Linked DNA regions of Mus musculus: region 2 is linked to region 1. Evidence: chromatin contacts called from public HiChIP or PLAC-seq data. All regions are on one chromosome and are shown on one strand. Each heading gives the region's core, a stretch centred on a gene start, on an enhancer-like site or on the middle of the called end of the contact. The rest is flanking DNA. Distances are from core to core; before and after follow the strand shown. Region 1 overlaps Gm11476 (a long non-coding RNA gene). Region 2 has its middle 12 kb from the start of Gm14321.

What was found. HiChIP or PLAC-seq counts read pairs in DNA pulled down with a chosen protein or histone mark.
Region 2: a contact with region 1 is called in a FOXA1 HiChIP or PLAC-seq map of pancreatic cancer cells. The contact joins two enhancer-like sites. A contact is called at or near these places in 2 of 484 Hi-C or Micro-C datasets (both in muscle stem cells) and 2 of 115 datasets of contacts at active chromatin or transcription factors (memory CD8 T cells and pancreatic cancer cells).

What each region holds. Positions count from the first base shown.
Region 1 is chr2:167,568,507-167,571,990 of GRCm38.p6, reverse strand. All of the region lies in intron 2 of Gm11476 (a long non-coding RNA gene), which reads right to left. It overlaps Gm31619 (a long non-coding RNA gene), which reads left to right. Exons shown (of 6, transcript XR_003954104.1): 6 at 1-706. Among named protein-coding and RNA genes, the nearest start is that of Gm11476, 17 kb to the right of the region's middle. Within about 2 kb of position 1,855, at least 89 of the 459 cell types and tissues checked have an H3K27ac peak or open chromatin away from gene starts, as enhancers often do. A contact at or near this core is called in muscle stem cells and pancreatic cancer cells, where this site is marked.
Region 2 is chr2:167,763,544-167,767,027 of GRCm38.p6, reverse strand. No RefSeq gene overlaps it. Among named protein-coding and RNA genes, the nearest start is that of Gm14321, 12 kb to the left of the region's middle. Within about 2 kb of position 1,822, at least 232 of the 459 cell types and tissues checked have an H3K27ac peak or open chromatin away from gene starts, as enhancers often do. A contact at or near this core is called in muscle stem cells and pancreatic cancer cells, where this site is marked.

The DNA.
Region 1 (3,484 bases), core at 606-3,105:
GAGGCACATCTGGAGGTGAAACGCTTCCTAGTCACCCTCCATGGCGCTGCGCTGGCTCAGCGGCTGTGTACCCAGCACCACACGGAGTCGATGACATTCCCCATGGCCACCAGATGACTAGGGACTCTGGTGTCATGTGGCTGTGAGTGACAAGAGAAACACAAGCTGGCTCAGCCAGGGCCACCAGGCAATGCTCTGGAGAAGATGGGACACAGCTCAAAACAAGCCGAATGGCTCTATTTGGAACTCGTTCATCCCTGTTGATGTCCATCATGTCTGCTCACCTCACGCCATCATTTGTCCCCTAGTCTGCACAAGTCCTCCCCCACCCCTATCCTGGCCACACCTAGCACACACAGATGGCTTTGCTGCAGGGCCTTTGTACTTGCTATTGTGTGCTAGGCCCATGTCCTCTGAACTGGCTCCTTCTTGCTCTTTGTATCTCTGTTCAAGGAACTCCTCCTAGCTTCCCTGTCCCAAGGGATCTTTATGTTCCCTGTTGTTATCCCCTCCCCCCCCTAAGACTTTTCACCCAAAATTACCTTTGACCTGTGTCTATTTTCTGCCCTCCTGTCCCATGAGATTGTCAGTTTCCAGAGAGCCAGGCCGCCAGGCTGCCTCCTTACCAATACCTAGTACCCTGCACACAGTAGGTGCTCATCTGTGTACAGTCAGACACAAATTAATAAATGTGTGCACAAATGAGTGAGTGAATGAATGAATGAATGCTTCTTTGTATAGAGGACAGGCCTCAGCCCCTGAGAGAGCTAAAGCCTCCTTAAGGACACACAAAAAAGAGGTGACCCTCGGGCTCCCTTTCACCCCAGGCACCACCACAGATTCCCCAGTTGACTAAAGGCCATGAGTGGGCAGGAGGCCAATGCAGCCTAGAGGACACCTGTACACCTGCGACTTCCTCCCTGGGAGGTCTAACCACTCAGCTCTCCAGCCAAATCCTGGCTGGGAAGTCTCTAGCTCAGACCATGGGGATTTTCACCGACAGGTAAGGGTGGGGACTCAGGTGGAACGGTGCCAAGTAGTACCAAGACAAGCTGAGCTTCAGAAACTTAGCCAGGAAGAGAGCAGAGGGACCAAGGCCATTTACCCAAGGCCCCAAGGACACAAGCCTGAGGTCCCCGAGCTTCCGACCCTTCCAGATCACTCTTGCCTTACAAGGCCACCACAGGTTCCTCCCGATAGGTAGCATACACCTGTGAACCCAGGACAGGACTCGGGAGCCTGAGGCAGGAGGATCACTTTGGGTTTGAGGCCAGCCTGGGCTATAGAGTGAGACCCTCTCTCAGCAAAATGATAACAGCGTAGCAAGCAAAAGCATCCGGCATCGCCTCTGCCAAGTGAAGGAAGGAAGGAAGAAAGGAGAAGCAGGCTAAGGCAGCGGGCAGGACAAGCAGCAGGGCCAGCATTGTCTGCCCCTGGCTCACAATCCCTGCTTCCTAGCACATTCCACCTTGGCCTCCCAACAGCCTCTAGGGGGACAAGGAGGCTGGCGGGAAATGACTCAGCCAAGGCCTGCAGGCTGTCTCCAGCTGTGGCTGAGCCGGTCCATGCTTCCAGGCGGCTCTCAGCCTCCACGCGCTGTCAAAACCAACCCAGAATTCTGCACGACTCCCTTCACACTCAGACCAGCTTCCAGTGGAAAGACCGAGGCAGGCAGTTGAGGAGATGTGTTGAGCAGATGAGGCTACTCCTGCATGTGCCCAGGAGCCCAAGGGCCCAGGAGTTTGACTGATTGACATTGCTAGCCAGGCCCAGAGAATAACTCAGCCAGGCTCTCAGTGAAGGAAGTTCGTGTCCTGGCAGCCTCTGCTTGTCCCTGGCTCTGAAGACGGGAACTACCTCCCCCAGGGCCTGTCACTCCTGGCAACAGCAGCAGATGTGGAAATCCAGAGGCTGAGCTGGCAGACAGCGGGTGGTGGACGGGACTTATGCCAGAAACATTGGGCTGACTGAGTGTGTGAAATGTAGCCAGTGCTGTATTTCATTCAGTCATTCAACAAACATCCATGGAGGGTCTGCTAGGCCAGGCTCCTGGTCTCACCCCTAATAGCAGAAGAGCATTAGTCAGTGTTTAAAATGACCCAGGGCACACTTTTTTTTTTTTTGGTTTTTCGAGACAGGGTTTCTCTGTGTAGTCCTGGCTATCCTGGAACTCACTCTGTAGACCAGGCTGGCCTGGAACTCAGAAATCCGCCTGCCTCTGCCTCCCAAGTGATGGGATTAAAAGCGTGCGCCACCACACCCGGCTCAGGGCACACTCTTATTATCTATCCATCCTGTCCCTTCTGCATTGCTTGTGTGATGCTTAAGAGACAGTCACACAGGGAAGACTAGCCCTCTGTGTACACAGGCCATTGCACACACTGGAGCTGGGTTGGCCAGAGTGGCATCTCATTCATTTGGAGACTGTGACAATCTCAAGTGGTAAGTCACAAAGCGAGGAGTGGTGCCAAGACACCCTCTCCTCTCCTCTCCTCTCCTCTCCTCTCCTCTCCTCTCCTCTCCTCTCCTCTCCTCTCCTCTCCTCTTCTCTTCTCTCCTCTCCCTTCCCCTCCCCTCCTCTTCTCCTCTCTCTCTCTCTCTCTCTCTCTCTCTCTCTCTCTGAAGCTTAGCAGGTACCCAGGAGGAAGGCACCACACTGAGGCTCCCTACAAAGGCAAGCAATTGACATAGTTTGCTCATTCATTCAATAATTCCTTATAAAATCTACCACAGGGGCCAGCGAAAGGGCACAGTAAGTAAAGGGGCTTGCTGTGTGAGCCTGGTGAACTGAGTTTGATCCCTGAAACCTATGTAAAGGTGGATGGAGAAAACTGAGTACACAAAGTACTCTGACCTACACACACACACACACACACACACACACACACACACACACCCCTACACACAACAACCACAAATATAAAAAAATTTTTTTGTTTTGTTTTTAAGATTGTTAGCTGAGCATAGTGATACAAGCCTTTTATCCCAGCACTTGGGAGGCAGAGACAGGTGGATCTACAGTTACAGAGTGAGTTCCAGGACAGCCAGGGCTATATGGTATCTTAACACCCCCACCCCCCAAAAAGATTTTTAAAGATATGTGTATGTGCATGAATGAGTCTATATGAAAGTCTGTGTGTCATGTGTGTAATGTTCACAGATGTCATGGAAGAGGTCATTAGATCCCCTGGACCTGCAGTAACAGGACGTGTGAGCTACCATGTGGATGCTGGGAACCAAATCTCTGTCCTCTGGAAGAGCACTAAGTACTCCTTACTGCCCAGCCAGCTCTCCCGGCCCCAGGTGGAATTTTGAAGAGATGTTTTGAGACAGGTGGCTCGCTCAGGCCTGTAATCCGGCAGAGAGAGGAAGAGTTGGTTAGAGGCCCCTGGGCTGCCCAGCAAGACCCTGTCACAAAACTAGGTAAGCCGAGCCAGAGGTAAATGGGCCCTGAGGACTCAGCACATCTCCTCGGCCATCACGT
Region 2 (3,484 bases), core at 573-3,072, 200 kb before region 1:
CAGCTATGCCCAACAAGGGTGGACAGGTGCCTGTACCAGATGACACCTTTATACATGTAGGGAACCTGATCTCTAACCTGGGCCTGAGGTGTAGGTCTGCCCCAGACTCCAGCCTGGGAACTGAGACCCTGCCCGGCCCCTCTGTGTTCTTCCAGCTCTGGAGCAGTGGAGAACTCTTGCCTGTCCCCTTTAGGGCCTCTGTATCTGCCTCTCCTCTTCCGGGGACACCTCCAGGCTTGCTGTCTCACAGCAGGGGTCCTTGGTGACAACTGTCCGTGCTGTCCACAGCCACAGCTTCTGGCTACAGAAGGCCTGTCCACCATGCTGGGCCATCGCCCTGGCCACCTCTGACCTTCTAATTCTCGGTGGACTCCTGAACGAGTATCCCTGCTGGGTCTCTCTTCCCTACCTGTCTCTGGCCTTGAGGGTGGCATGTCCTGGCCCTGGGAGACAGAGAAGATGAGTCCTGCTGTCTTCCGAGTACGCAGGAGCTTGTGTGGTGGCCACTCACTGTGCGCTGGGCCCTGGACACTGTCACCATCCCTCCCTCTAGCCACCAGCATCCTCCCTTGTCTTTCCCAATTACTCCAGTCCCCTGCCTCTCCCAGAGCCTTCACACTGGCTATGCACACAGGCTCCTGCTGGGAAGCCGCCCCACTCACTGTCCATGGAAGTCACTTCAGGAGACCTCCCCCACAGCTTGTCATCCTCTGCCGTGTCTACCATGGTCCTAGCCCAGAGCCAAAATATTCTGCCATCCATGTGTTCCCCTCCCCCACTGTAGCCATCCAACCCACCCAACAACAGAGAGACCTGTATACAGAAGGTGCTCAAGCAATGGCTGCTAATAAAGTGAAGAGAATCAAAGAACACCTCCAGTCCCGTGTACCCCGGCCTGGCCCCCTCCTGCCAGCAGGCACCCCTCTGCACCCCACACCTGTCTGGTTCCCAGCCTTATAAAAACCACCGCCTCCACCTTGCCCCAGGGTGACCCAGGATGCCCAGGGGGTGAGGCCTATGCTGACCCCAGCCTGGCTTCCAAGACCTGGGCCTCAAGACACTGGTAATTGTTTGGGTGGGATGCTTTCGGCTAGATTGTCACCTGTCCTCAGGTATTCCTGAGATCAGGAAGCCAAGCGCCTCCACAGGGGAAACTGAGGCACAGTGCATGTGTCTACGTGCCCAGCTGTGCAGCCTACAGAAAGCAGGCCTGAGCTGGGGGCTTTCTGGGTTCGGGCTCATGCCTCAATCCTCTCCGTCCCCACTGTGAAAGGATCTTTTCTGACGTGAATCCAGTCCTGGCCCACATTCAGGACTTGTGCCTTCTCCACGAGCCTCAGTTTTGTCATCTGTCAAACAGGAATACATCTGTCCCTTTTCTGAAAGGCTAAGCCAGCTTCTCTGGAGGGAGGCCAGGGCCTCGTGTGCAGCCCCTTCTGAGGTCCCAAGAGGGCAGCTCCGGGCACCCACAGCCTCGGCTCTCTCAGTAAGGCAAAGGCTGAGGGGTCCTGGGTGGCCCTGGCCAAGGTGGGACGTGCGGTCTGGGGGAGGGCACAAGTGGCCAGGGAGGGAGCTGCAGCAGGCCAGGGTGACTCACCCTCTGGCCAGGCTCGAGGCTGGGCCACAGCCCCCACGCGCCCCTCTGGGCTCTGCCTTGCACCCAAAAATGCTGTGTCATGCTCCGTCATGTGGCTCCGGGTCATTAATACCCGAGTTCTGGGAAGCTTGGGCCGTGTTCCCGGAAGGGGTCAGCCGGTTCAGTAAACAGATTGGCTGCCTCCTCTGTACAGCCTGGAGCTCTGGAGGCTGGAGGCGGGGGCTGGCGGCCAAGGGGACAGAGCAGCAGCCCCTGGCCCTGCTTGAAGCTGGCACCTCCCAGGCCAGCCTGGTCCAGGCACGACAGATGAGAAGGGAAAGCAAGGCCTGATCGGAGAAGGCAAGGCCCTAGCCAGAGGTCGCACAGCGGGGCCAGGGCTCAGACCTGGAATTCTGGTCTCACCATGCTGAGTTCAGGCCCCACACTGCCCTCCCCCAGCCTCACCCCCATTCCTAACCAACCTTCTCAGGGCAGTTTGTTGGAGTTGGGGAAACTGGGGGGAAGGCAATTTGTGAAGGAAACAGGATTGGGTCCAGGGGTGTCCTTCCACAGTAACAGTAGCTCGGCACCTACTGTCTACGGCCTCTGTGAACGTGTGGCTTCAATGTGCAGCCACCTTCATGGCCTCCATCTGTTTAAGATACCTACTAAGTGCCGGGCACTGTGCTTAAAAGCCCCAGTAGAGGTCAGTGACACCAGATAGGCACCATTTTTGACCCCATTCTCAGGTGACAATCTGAGAAAGAGAAACCGTTGCTCTATTTGGGGACAGAGCAGGCTCCAGAGCTAACGGGTTTGGACAGTCAAAGCTTTGCTTCCCTGTGCCTGCTCTGTGACCCCCACACCAGTGTCTCCGCTTTCCACAGCCTCAGTTTACCACCCAATAAATGGAATGGGTATAGCGTTCACATCATGGAGACCCAGCCTAGGTGGGGTCAGAGTTCAAATCCTGATGTGTGCAGTTCCTGGCTGTGTAATCCTGGATATGGTGGCTTGATGTCTCTATTCTCTGTATCCTATTGTGCAACAGACAAGAAGAGGGAGTGAGCTGGCCCCCTCCCTGAGCCTTCCCTGTGGGACCAGGTCTTCTGAAGGCCCTGCACTCATATTTGACCTAAGATGGACCTGCTGGATGGGGTCAAAGAGCCCACAATGGACCGCAATAAGAAGCGTGGTCAGCCATGCCTGCTCCTGCAGGCTCCGGTGTGCAACCAGCAGCAGCCACGGCTGTGGCATCCTCCTCCCAACCAAGTCCCCTCAATGCATGGTGGACACCATGTCCCCTTCTCTGCTTAAACATGTCTGGTCACCATCTGCCATCCATGCACCCTGCTCCACAGCCTGGCCAGGCCCATGTGGGCCTTGTCTTCAGCCTCAGGAGCCGACATTGCCTGCCATGTGCAACAGCTCAGCCTGGAACCAGCACCTCTGACTGGTCTGTATTCCACACATCCCGAGCTTCCTCCTCCAGGAAGCCCACCCAGATGCTCCCACAGAAAGCAAGTGCCCCAGCCACCGCCAGGCAGAACTCTCCCTCTTTCTGTCACTGCCATTACACACAGCTATTTCACATGTCACCTTGAGTTTCCGTAGCTGTGGAGGAGACGGCTCTGTGAGTTTTAAGGTGAAGGAACAATTACTACCTCTAAAATCCTTAATGAAGCCTAAAAAGTTGAAATCGCTAAATTGCTATTTAATCCACTCAACCTTCACAGTTTGACACACGATGTCCCACCCGGGATTTGTGAAAATGTTTGTGTCGTCTGTGGGCAATCTGCCTTCGAGAACATTTGCTGCCAGACAGACAAGACCCCGAGTCTGTGGTAAACACGCCAGCAATGGCAGCCAGGCATTTGGGAAGCAGGTCCACTAACAGTGCAGGGCTGT